3 separate regions of the Mus musculus genome follow, and all the other regions are linked to region 2. Evidence: chromatin contacts called from public HiChIP or PLAC-seq data. All regions are on one chromosome and are shown on one strand. Each heading gives the region's core, a stretch centred on a gene start, on an enhancer-like site or on the middle of the called end of the contact. The rest is flanking DNA. Distances are from core to core; before and after follow the strand shown. Region 1 holds the start of Arhgap45 (Rho GTPase activating protein 45). Region 2 holds the start of 2310011J03Rik (RIKEN cDNA 2310011J03 gene). Region 3 holds the start of Prtn3 (proteinase 3).

Evidence for each region. HiChIP or PLAC-seq counts read pairs in DNA pulled down with a chosen protein or histone mark.
Region 1: a FOXA1 HiChIP or PLAC-seq map of pancreatic cancer cells shows a contact between it and region 2. The contact joins the promoter of Arhgap45 here to the promoter of 2310011J03Rik in region 2. A contact is called at or near these places in 1 of 39 promoter capture datasets (stem cell-derived epiblast-like cells), 4 of 115 datasets of contacts at active chromatin or transcription factors (the SCID.adh cell line, bone marrow-derived macrophages, embryonic stem cells and 1 more) and 3 of 9 other capture datasets (adipose tissue, embryonic stem cells and liver).
Region 3: a contact with region 2 is called in an H3K27ac HiChIP or PLAC-seq map of microglia, with 4 times the contacts expected there. The contact joins the promoter of Prtn3 here to the promoter of 2310011J03Rik in region 2. A contact is called at or near these places in 1 of 484 Hi-C or Micro-C datasets (cerebellar granule neurons), 3 of 115 datasets of contacts at active chromatin or transcription factors (bone marrow-derived macrophages, microglia and pancreatic cancer cells) and 2 of 9 other capture datasets (embryonic stem cells and liver).

What each region holds. Positions count from the first base shown.
Region 1 is chr10:80,014,249-80,018,039 of GRCm38.p6, reverse strand. It overlaps Arhgap45 (Rho GTPase activating protein 45), which reads right to left and starts at 1,368. Exons shown (of 23, transcript NM_001142701.1): 1 at 1,122-1,368; 2 at 1-260. The coding sequence starts at 1,214. It overlaps Abca7 (ATP-binding cassette, sub-family A (ABC1), member 7), which reads right to left. Exons shown (of 47, transcript NM_001347081.2): 44 at 3,708-3,791; 45 at 3,480-3,572; 46 at 2,853-3,093; 47 at 2,468-2,734. The coding sequence ends at 2,582.
Region 2 is chr10:80,318,606-80,322,230 of GRCm38.p6, reverse strand. It overlaps 2310011J03Rik (RIKEN cDNA 2310011J03 gene), which reads left to right and starts at 1,683. Exons shown (of 2, transcript NM_025521.3): 1 at 1,683-2,048; 2 at 2,684-3,625. The coding sequence starts at 1,919. The coding sequence ends at 2,883. Pcsk4 (proprotein convertase subtilisin/kexin type 4) reads left to right here. Exons shown (of 15, transcript NM_008793.2): 14 at 22-150; 15 at 280-948. The coding sequence ends at 425.
Region 3 is chr10:79,878,208-79,881,786 of GRCm38.p6, reverse strand. Prtn3 (proteinase 3) reads right to left here and starts at 2,120. Exons shown (of 5, transcript NM_011178.2): 1 at 2,045-2,120; 2 at 1,194-1,359; 3 at 610-751. The coding sequence starts at 2,111.

The DNA.
Region 1 (3,791 bases), core at 119-2,618, 300 kb after region 2:
AGGGTTGAGATGTCTTCTACGCCATCAGGGAAAGCTCCCTCAGTGGGTAACTCTGCCGGACTGGCCGCAGAAAGGGGGCTTCGGTACCCACGGCCCAGGGTCCAGGTGGCAGTGCCCGAGAGCGGGAAGCCTGCTGCACTGGCATGGCGGCTCAGGCTGGTGGGTCTTTTGAGTGTCCCTGTGCCCTTGGCTACCGTGGACAGGGATGTGGCTGGTGGCTCCAGGCCGGGAGCTTCTGTCCAATCCTTCCTGGGCAGCTCCTAGGTATGCATAGGGAAGAGGAGTCAAGGGGATCCCCCATCCCAGACACTGCCTCAGTTTCCCCAGAAAGTCCTCACAGGGGTCAGAGGTCAGTGGGCAGAGAATTTTAAGCTCCCCCCCCCCCACCTGTTACCCAACATCCTCCTGTCTATAGCTTTCACAAACAACCGTCCCTACCCAAACCACAGCCAGAGGCGGGGCCTGTGGGGCACAGGAGGGAGGGGGCACCCCACTTCCTGGTGGGGGTGGGGAGGACTCTTGTGAGTCTCTAACCCTGTAGCCACCCCAGATACCTCTACGGGTGTCCACTTTCTAAAAACATGGATAACTTCTGTGACCTGAAAAGATCATCAGGCTCCTGTGTCTCAGGACACCCCCAGACCTAGTAGAGGTACCCCTAAACCTCACAAATTCTCAAAAGCTCAGCAGGCAGCAGCAGGTCCTGGAGAAACTTGGAGACCCCCCCAATCTGCTCTGTACACCTGCACCCCAGTTCAACACCAGTTCCCCATTGGCTTTCAGAACCCTAAAATTGCCCAGACCCCATATTACAGTGTAGTCACTAGACTCCAATACCAGTTCTACCCACTACCCACAACCGTCATTGGCACACGACGGGGACATCCCTCATCAAGATGGGTGACTTGGTTGCCACCCAAGGCCATCCCTACCTACCGTAATGCGGCCTCCTAGGTTCAGGCCACTCCTTGTCGCCGGCCATTCTGCCTGGTGTGGACTATAGCTGGCCCGGTTCCCCCAGCGTGGACCCAGCATGGTGTTGTAGTTGCATGCTATGCCCATCAGTGACCACAGGCTGTGGGTGTCATCCTGGGTCCCCACCCGCTCTGTGCCCCACTCACCCCTGAGGAGGACTGCGGGTTGGGGCTCCCCGCGCGGTTCTTTTTGGAAATAGAGGGAGTTTTCATAAGTTCTCGCTTCTTCCGAGAGAACATGGTGGAGTCAGCCCCAGTGGCCCTAGGTGAGGACAGGCGGGCAACGGCAGGGTGGGAGTCTGGGGGTGGTCTCAGTCCTGCAACTCCTGGTGCAGGCTGTCTCTGGACCACATTGCTCAGGGCCACCCCCTCCCCAGCTGTCAGAGCCACACGTGACTGGCTTGGCTCTCATTGGCGCATAAGTCTCCTACACAGGAAAAGGCTCCCCAGCAGAGGGAGGGAGGTGACACCTCAGATCCGCCCCCAGTGTGACTGTCCCAAGTGTCAGCTCTTATAGGACTCTGCACACTGACTCTGACACAGGTTCCCCACAGCAGGCCACCTTCCACTTGCAGCCTGTGTCCTGTGTGGCCACCCGATCCAGGCATTAGCTGACTCTTGCTTGGGACATAACATACAGTCAAGAAAGGCAGTGTCATGTGTATACTGATATGAAAGACCAGAGAGGAGGCTGAGCAACAGGTTCACACACAGATCAAACAGACACCCCCTGAGTCCCTCACCATGCACAGGTGACCCCCCATTCCCTATAATCACCAGCCTTACAGTCTTCTGGGGACCATAGGACCTGAAGGTGCCATGCCTGGGTGGCTTCCATCCAGCAACCCAGGAGCTCCACTGCCCTGCTGGCCTCCACTTAGCTCCCACTCCCACTCTGCCCTCTATATCCCAGCTCTGAGCTTCAGGTCTCAGGATCCCCAGAGGTACTATTTAATAATTTAGACACCATGTCCCTTAACCATCCCAAACTCCACTGACCTCAGGCACACTGGGTGGCTCTCGGGGACACAGCCCAGAAAGGCCGCAGCCTGCAGTACCTAGGCCCGCTCTCCAAGCTCTGGTCCAGCCACAAACCCAGCCGAGGAGCCCCTTAAGGGTCCCGTGCCTCCCACTCATAGTTGGATGGCTGGGGGTGGGCTTGGGAGGTTGTCTCAGGATGAAGACTGGCTGGCTCTGGGGTGGGCTTCTGGTCCGGTCAGGCCAGGAAAGTACCAGGGTCCTCTATACCGTCTGGAACATTCCACAAGCCTGACCTCATCTCTACTTCACGGTCAGAAACACTCACAAGTCCCGCCCTTGGGTGTCAGACCCACATAGGTACATGCAGGTCAGGATACGTGTGACTGGACACCTGGGAAGTGTCCGTGTTGCAGGCAATTCACAGCAGGACACACGCGCATACTGTACATGTGATAGTGTATGGGACTGTACAGAGCTAAGACTCCTAAAACACAAACTCAGCCGTGGCCTCATTCTCATTCTAGTTTCTTTTTATTTCCCCCAGAGCCCAAGGCTTTCTGGGAGCCAGCGTATGGTACAGAGATCCTCTGTCTGAGCTTTGCCACTCAGTCCCAAGGCAGGCATGCTCAGATCATGGTCTCCACAGAGCTGGGGTCTTCCAGGAATCGGCTGACACGTTTGGGATGCTGCCGGCCAGGTTTGGAAACCTCCTCTTCTTCAGCCTCCTGCCGACTGCTCTCTTCCTCTTCCCCTTGGTCTTTGGAGAAATATAGGAACACCTGGCAGGGCAGAGACATGGAGGGGGCAGAAATGCATGGGGTGGGGGTAGATGTCAGCCCAGGGTCCTGAGGCACCTCAGCTCTTCCCTTCAAACCCTTTGATGGTGCCCGAAGTCACCTCCTCCAGAGTGGTCTGGCTCACAGAGAAGTCCTCCACACCGTGGGCCCTGCCCTGGGCAGCCAGCTCCCTGAACACTCGTGTCAGGGTGCATCTGCCCCCCGGTGGCAGTTGGAAGCGCAGACGGCTGCCGTGCACCTCCCGGAGTTCAGCCCCAGGGAATGTGATCCTGATGAAGGCTATCGCCGGCTCAGGCTGGTCCGGTGGGACCCTTAGAGTCAGTGTGTGGCCAGCCCCGAACCTGGAGGGGACAGGACCAGGGATGCAGGCCATGGCCCCTATTGCTCCTCGAAATCTCGATACTCCCTACTAGACCTGTCCTTGGCCTGTCTTGGACACCTGGACCCAACCCAATTCCTTCTCACCCTACCCTGCTGCGAGCCACGCCCACGAGTCTAAGAGACTACGCCCACTCAGAGGACCTGGCACACCTGTATCGAAGGACAGACACTCCTCACCTCCCCTGGACTCCATCCAAAAAGCTCCTCTGAGCACTTCCACCTTTCCAGGCTTCCCTCATACAGTCGGGCTCTGCCCCTATGGTGCATATGGCCCGCCCCTATCTTCTAGCCCTAACCACACCCACAGCACTCTTCTCTTCCCGCCAGTCCATCCTGCCCTGCTCACCTGCCTTTGAGATGCTGAGAGCTTCCCAGACAGCGGAACCGCCCGTTCACCATGATGGCCAGGCGCGTGCAGAGCGCTTCGCACTCCTCCATGCTGTGGGTGAGAGTGTGAGCACAGCTGGCCCAGCCTGCCTGCACGGGGACCATGCTCTGTTCCACCCTAGGGACCTCACCGGGTTCAGGATCACCTCATCCTGCGAGGTGGCCAGAGTGCGACCCTGGGGCTCACCTGTGCGACGTGAGCACTACGGAGCGGCCCTCGCGCACCACGGACAGCAAGCTGTTCCAAAGAAATCGCCGCGCACTTGGGTCC
Region 2 (3,625 bases), core at 434-2,933:
CCCACTGCGACCCCCGCCCAGGAACTCTGTACTACTACACCCTGCTGCTGTATGGGACGGCCGAGGACATGACAGCACGGCCCCAGGCCCCCCAGGTGACCAGCCGCGCGCGCGCATGTGTGCAGAGGGACACAGAGGGGCTGTGCCAGGGTGAGTGGCCGCAGCGCATGGTCACTTGTTGGGTGAGGAGGCGCAGCGGCCCGGAATGGGCAGGTGGGCACCGGCTGCACCCACCAGCTGCAGCCTCACTCCTTCTGTTTCCATGTTGTCCCTATGCAGAAAGTCACAGTCCCCTCTCCATCCTGGCAGGACTCTGCCTCATCTCCAGCCAGCAGTGGTGGTGGCTCTACAGCCACCCACAGCAGCCAGTGACCGAAGGACAGGCCAGCTGTCACCCTCCTGTTACACCTGCTGCAGCAGCCTGAGCAGCGACTACACTGCCTGTCCCCTGTCCCTTGTGTTGGGAGAGCTCCAGAGCCCCTCCAAGGCTTGCCACCTCTGGTGGCCCCCCAGCTACCAGTCTTGGGCCATGGTGCTGGCTCTGCTGGCCAGGGCCTTTGGGAGGCCCCTCGGCTTGAGGAAGGCCCACCTGCCCCAGGCTAGATACCCCAGTGCCCAAAACCATGCATGCACAGATCCCTGGAGGCTGGAGAGCCAGAGATGCCTGGCTGTCAGGACAGAAGGCCGGTACCCCAAGGTCCTGCTCTCAGGCTGGAAGAGAAGCCTGCCCCAGAAGGCCAGGGCAGAGCAGCTGCATGGGTCAGGTGACAGCCCACCGCTCAGCCTCAGCTGCTCCCAGTGGAAGAGATGTGTCCTTACTCATTTTGGAGCAGGTACAGTGGGCAAGAGGTCAGACCACAGCCACCAATCATCTGCCCCTTCCCTGTCTCCAAGCCATCCATAGCCCCATGTCTAACCTCATAGTTGCCAAATAAAAGTTAAACAGAAGATGTCGAGTTTATGGTGTCCTTGAGGGTAGGGTGGGCCCCTGGAGGAATAAGGACCCACAGAGGAAGACTGCTCTGAGCCCAGATCTGCCAAGTGCTGAATTACCATACAGCCATGAACAGGAAGCTAGCTCGCTCCCCCATCCCCCACTGGTTTTTTTTTTTTTTTTTTTTTTTTTTTGGTTTTTCGAGACAGGATTTCTCTGTTTAGCCCTGGCTGTCCTGGAACTCACTTTGTAGACCAGGCTGGCCTCAAAAATCTACCTGCCTCTGCCTCCCGAGTGCTGGGATTAAAGGCGTGCGCCACCACTGCCCGGCTTTCCCACTGCTCTTTTGAGACAGGGTCTCACTGTGTAGTCCTGGCTGTTCTGGGATTCCCCATATTGACCAAGATGATCTTGAACTCACAGAGGTCTGCCTGCCTCTGCCTCACAGTACTGAGATTAAAGTACTGAGTTAAAGGTCTACCACAAGGAAGCAAAGCCTGTGGCTAGGTTCCATCCAGCATTTATTGAGCGCCCACTGTGTACCTGGCAATGGTTGTACACTGATTACTCTCGAAATCACGTTCACCCCTTTCCTCCCACCACACGCGGTGAAGGAGGGCAGAGTTCCTTCTGATCTTACTGGATAGCAACTAGGAGCATCTAGGCTTAGGGCTCTTTAAGACGGGGGAGGGGTTTCGCGAGGCGTGGCGCTGGAGTGGACCGGAAGTGCCGGAACGTAGTGGCGTTCAAGCAGGAAGCGGAAGCGGTGGCGGCCGCCTAGGTTCTTGGAACGAAGATAGGCAGCGGGGTGTTCCAAGAGCAAACTGGCGCGGAGATCGAGCCAAACTCCGAGGTTCCGGGAGGAGGGAAAGCGAGACGGGGTAGGGACCTCGGCGCAGGTCTGTAAGGGGTGCGTAGGAGTTCGCGAGGTGGGCGGGCCGAGCCGAAAGTGGACCCCCAGTTAGCGCGCGCTCCACCTACAAGATGAACTCCAAGGCGAAGAAACGCGTGGTACTGCCCACTCGCCCCGCGCCTCCCACGGTGGAGCAGATCCTGGAGGACGTGCGAGGGGCACCCGCTCAAGATCCTGTTTTCACTGCCCTGGCCCCGGAAGGTAGGAGAACGTGAGACTCCCGAGTGGGGAGCAAACCGACTGCAGGGACGAATCTTTTTTGTCCCTGCCCTTCTCTTCCCCTGCAAAGAAAGATCATCAGAAATAAAATTGAAAGTGCTCCGAACTCTTGGGAGGCAGAGGCAGGCGGATTTTTGAGTTCGAGGCCAGCCTGGTCTACAGACTGAGTTCCAGGACAGCCAGGGCTACACAGAGAAACCTTGTCTCGAAAAACAAAAACAAAAAAAAGTTGAAAGTGCTGCCAACCCGGGTCTAGGGCAAGAGGATTGCTGTGAGTTCAAGACCTTGTCTCAGAGGGGCGTGGCCAGCTGCTCCTACAAATTAATGGGGGGCCAGAGTACTTGCAGGGGCCATATCTGCGACTCCTGGCCTAGGATCCAGGAATCCAGGCAGTCCTGGGTAGAACGGCAGGCCAGGGTGGCTGGAGGTGTCCTGTCCTCTCCATGACACCAAAACCTGAAACTGAGTCTTGTTTTCTAGTGCCTAATAGGCCTATATAGCCCAGGCTGGCCTCGAACTCACCATGTAGCCAAGGATGACCTTGAACCACTGATCCTCTTGCCTCTGGGTTGGTGGATGTCAGGCCTGGGGATGGTGACACTGTTTCTTCTCTTCAGACCCCCCAGACCCATCCCCAAGGGCTGAGGACTCTGAGATCCAGCAGGAGCAGATCTACCAACAGAGCCGGGCCTACGTGGCTATGAATGAGAGGCTGCGGCAGGCGGGGGAAGCTCTGAGACAGAAGTTCGATGGCCTTCGGCAAGCTGGTCAGCGGCTGGAACAGGATATCAGCCAGGTGACTTCAGCCACCTCCTAGAGCCGAAGTTACACCTGATGTCCTTGGTCCAGGCCTGGGCACCTAGCAACCAGAGGCTCTGGGTCAACATTTGCTGTCCCAACCCTGGCCCGGGGAGACCCAGTGGCCCACCTTGCCAGCTAGCAGCTTTGTTCCCTCTTCCATCCTTAATGGCCTCTAATTCATGATGGGACTTAGGGACATGGCCACCTCCTCATTATGGGGACACTGGCCTAAATTGCATCAAGGACTTGATTGCAGGTCGGGGCTCAAAGCCAGTCTGCCCCATAGTGACCGGTGTGCTCTTCTGTCCCATGTCACCCTGGGCAGTGAAGGTCTTCATCCCCAGCATCCACAGCAGGCCAGCCACTGGCATCTTGGTTGAGAGAATGGGCTAGCTGCACGCTTCATAGAGCCTGGCTCAGGCCCTCTAGGGCTACACTGCCTTCTCAGTTCTCCCTGGGGCCGGGGAGACTCATCAAGGGAGTTTCCATTCTGGGGAGCCCAGGGGTCCAAGAGGAACTCAAAGGCCAGGTCCCTGTGTGTGGTGAATGTTGCCCCTTCTGGATCTGGGGTTTAGTTTGCCTTCTTGCAGAAGACCCACCACTCTTGGGGTGGCTGGACTTTAGTTCTGGAAGATTAAAGATGTTTGATGCCTGAACACAGTTCTCCCTTAAGCCAGGCTAGATCACTGGGTACCCAAGCCCCCTGCCACCCCTTGGCAGCTCAGGCGCTAGCTACCACACCTGCCTCCTTGGGTCCC
Region 3 (3,579 bases), core at 871-3,370, 440 kb after region 2:
TGGAGGAAGCTCTGTAGAGAGCTGTTGATATGTCCGGCATGGTGCAGAGTAAAGATAACAAGAGGTCACATTGAATGCTGTGCAGTGCCCAAACTCAATTCAATGCCTTAACTTTAATTCTGACCCAGACCCTTACTCAGGCTCAGTTTCCCCTTTAACTAAACACTGACCATAGCCCTAAGCCTAACTGAGCCCTACCCATGGCCTAGTCATTAGCCATAACGGTAACCAAAACTTAGCCTTACCCTTAGCTCTCAGCCTGGGCCGAGTCCAAGCAGCAATCCTAAAGTTAGCATCATGTGGACCATAGGCCATACCCCTCCACCAGGACTTAGATCGAACCCTAATTTAACCATCCTTATCCTATATCTGATCTTGGCTCTAGTAACCTTAACCCCAAACCTCAAGCTAGCCACAGGCTTAACCCCAGGCCCAGGTCTAACAGGACCACTAACCAAGCGCACCAGACAGGAAACACAGCCAGCCAGGTCAGAAGCTAAGGGACAGACCCGGGTCCCACACTATGACGGCTCCATGGTCCTAGCATGGCACACAGTAGGTTTTCCCTACGTGTCTTCTGCAGCAATGGATCCCCAGAACCCGACCTACCTGGAGGAGAAGCACGTCATTGAGGTTCTCCTCGGGGTTGTAATTGTTCTGGAAGACCTGACTGATGGTGAACTTCTGCTGCTCAGGCTCCGAGCTCAGCAGGTCGTGGGCACCCAGCACCACTGTCACAAGCTGCCAGGAGCTGCAGTGAAGGTTGTGGGATGTTGTTTGTTGTAGGGAAAGGGATGGAACCCGGATCGATCCTTCAACACGTTACCAAGTGCTCCACCCCTGACCACGCCCTCTGGGAGGAATCCAGGTGGGGCTCTACCATAACCACGCCCCCTAGTCGCTCACTGGGGGATTCTAGGCAGGTAGGAGGAACTCTACCCTGACCGTGCCCACAGACCCTTCCCTGGGGAATTCTAGAAGGGATATTTACCCTAACCACTCCCCTATCCCCTTCACTGGGGGATTCTAGGTGAGAGAAAGTCTCTGTTGAAATAATCTCCTGGAGAACGCATGGGGAAGAGCTGAGGCAGGTCTAGAGGGAGCCTTTGGAAGGGGAAGAGACTATGAGGTACCCATCCAGGGCTTTGCTGTCAGTTCAGACCTGCCACTCCCTCGCTGTCTCCTGAACTCACATGTCCTGCAGGCAGTGGGCGGCTGTCAGCACGAATCTCGGGTGGATCAGGGTGCCACCACAGAAGTGGCTCCCAGGGAACCTGCTCAGCTGCAGGGATGCCACATAAGGCCGAGAGTGGGGCCGAGCCTCGTGCCCACCTACAATCTTGGAGGCCTGGACTGCGCCTAGGGGAAGTAGGTGTCAGGAATGCAGCCTGAAGGGTTCCAGCCATGAGAGCCACAGTCTGTTCTACCTATGGTTTTAAAGTGACCTGTGCCTGGGGAGGAGTCGGGGGCTGACTTGAGTCTACACGTATTATTTTGTTTTGAGATAGTGTCTCACACTGTGGTCCAGGGTGGCCTTGAACTCAGCGAGATCTGCATGCCTCTGCCTCCCAACTGCTGGGATTAAAGATGTGCGCCATTCAGCTTGGCTGGTAATTCCTGATTCCCTGGAAATTCCTCCCTGCAGTGAGAGTCCGTGGGCGGCACACATACAGTAAGAACCCATCAAGGGCTGAAGCTGGTGTTGGGTTCAGTGGGTAGAGTCGTGGCTTACACGCACAAAGCCCTAGGTCCCACATCCAGTGCCACAGAAACACAGCATGGGAGCTTGCTACCCCAGTACTGAGATGAGGCATGAGGGCCAGGAGGTCAAAGCTGATTTGCTATAATGTAGCAAAGGCCAGCCTGGGCTACTTAAGACTCTGTCTAAAAAAGAACCCTAAAACAGAAGGAAAGCAGTCAATGCCCCCTCTCATTCTTTCCTTCCCAAGCATTTAACCAGGGGATGCCCTGACCTTCCCAGCTATTCTAGGAAGGTGCTGGTTAATGAACAGCTCCCCACCCCCCCACCCACACACACACTCACCACCAACCACCAGGGCAAGCAGCAGGAAGGGATGGATCCCCTTGGGGGATGGGTAGCTTCCAGCCATGGCCAGGCTCCTGGCATCCTGCTTGCTGGGGCCCTCTTATAGCCCAGCTCTGCCGGGAGCCGTTGAACAGTGGCTAAAGGCTGGGCTGTGGGTCCCACTTCCTCCTTCCAGTTTGGGGGCCCAGGAATGTTTGCAGTAGGGCAGGACGCAGGGGGTCTCTCTGGAGGCACAGGAAGCCCTCTGCCACCCAGAGCGTGCTGAGGGTCCTGGGACAAGCCACTTTAGTACCCACTCAGCTATGATCCACAGATCCTGTGATACACCCCCCATCGATGACCCTCCCCATTAATAACCTGCCTAGATTTTACTTTGGGAGTTCATTATTTCTCCTCTAATGTTGTAGTGTGTGTGTGTGTGTGTGTGTGTGTGTGTGTGTGTATGTGTGTTCATTTTAAACAGGGTTGCATGTAACCCTGGCTAGCCATGAACTCACCACGTATCCAAGGTTCCTTCTGCCTCAGCCTCCTGCACGCTCGGATGACAAGTATGCACTTCTGCACTGGGATAATTTCCTATTCTTTTCTCTTTACTGGTTTTTTTTCATATAAATATATATATTGTGTGTGTGTTTTATTTCTTTTTAATTTATATATCTTAAATTTTTTAATCTTTCTTTCTCTCTCTCTCTCTCTCTTTCTTTCTTTCTTTCTTTCTTTCTTTCTTTCTTTCTTTCTTTCTTTCTTTCTTTCTGCATAGGCATGTGTGGATGCACATGCATAGAGTGGCCTGAGGTTGACACAAGGTATCTTCCTCAGTGACTCTCCACCTTATATTGAGGCAGGGGCTCTCTCTAAGGTTTCAGTCAATCAGCTCTCTAGCTTGTTGGGGGAGAGGTGTCCCTGTCTTCTTCTGGGCCTCCTTACACAAATGCTCGGAAATACAGGAGGCTGTCTCCGCTGTGGACACGGGTTCTGGGGACTGGAACTGCAGCCCTCCCTTCTGCCATAGTGCTTTACCCACTGAGCTATCTGGCCCTTTCCCTCCCCATCCACCCCTGTTTATTAAATCCCAAACCAACATCAATCCTCCTGCCTCTGTGCTGGGATCACAGAGCAAATATATTCATTTATTATAAAATAGTCTAGCACAGCAATGGTGGCACACGCATTTAATCCCAGCACTCAGGAGGCAGAGGCAAGAGGAGCTCTTGTGAGTTCGAGGCCAGCCTGGTCTACAGAGCGAGTTCCTGGACAGCCAGGGCTACACAGAAACCCTGTCTCAAACCTAAAAAAAAAAAAATCAATAAATGAAATAGTCTAAACCCATAGAACACTGGGATACAGCCAAGTATTGAGCACTTGCTTAGGCTGCATAAGGCCCTGAGTTCCATCCCAGGAGTACAAAGTTAATGCATTCATTCCTATATGAACGAACTTCTCCATGTGTGCATGTGTGTCGTGTCTGCACAGCGGGTCGGAGGATAACAGTCAAGAGTAAGTTCTCTCCGTCCACTGTGTGAGTCCCCAGA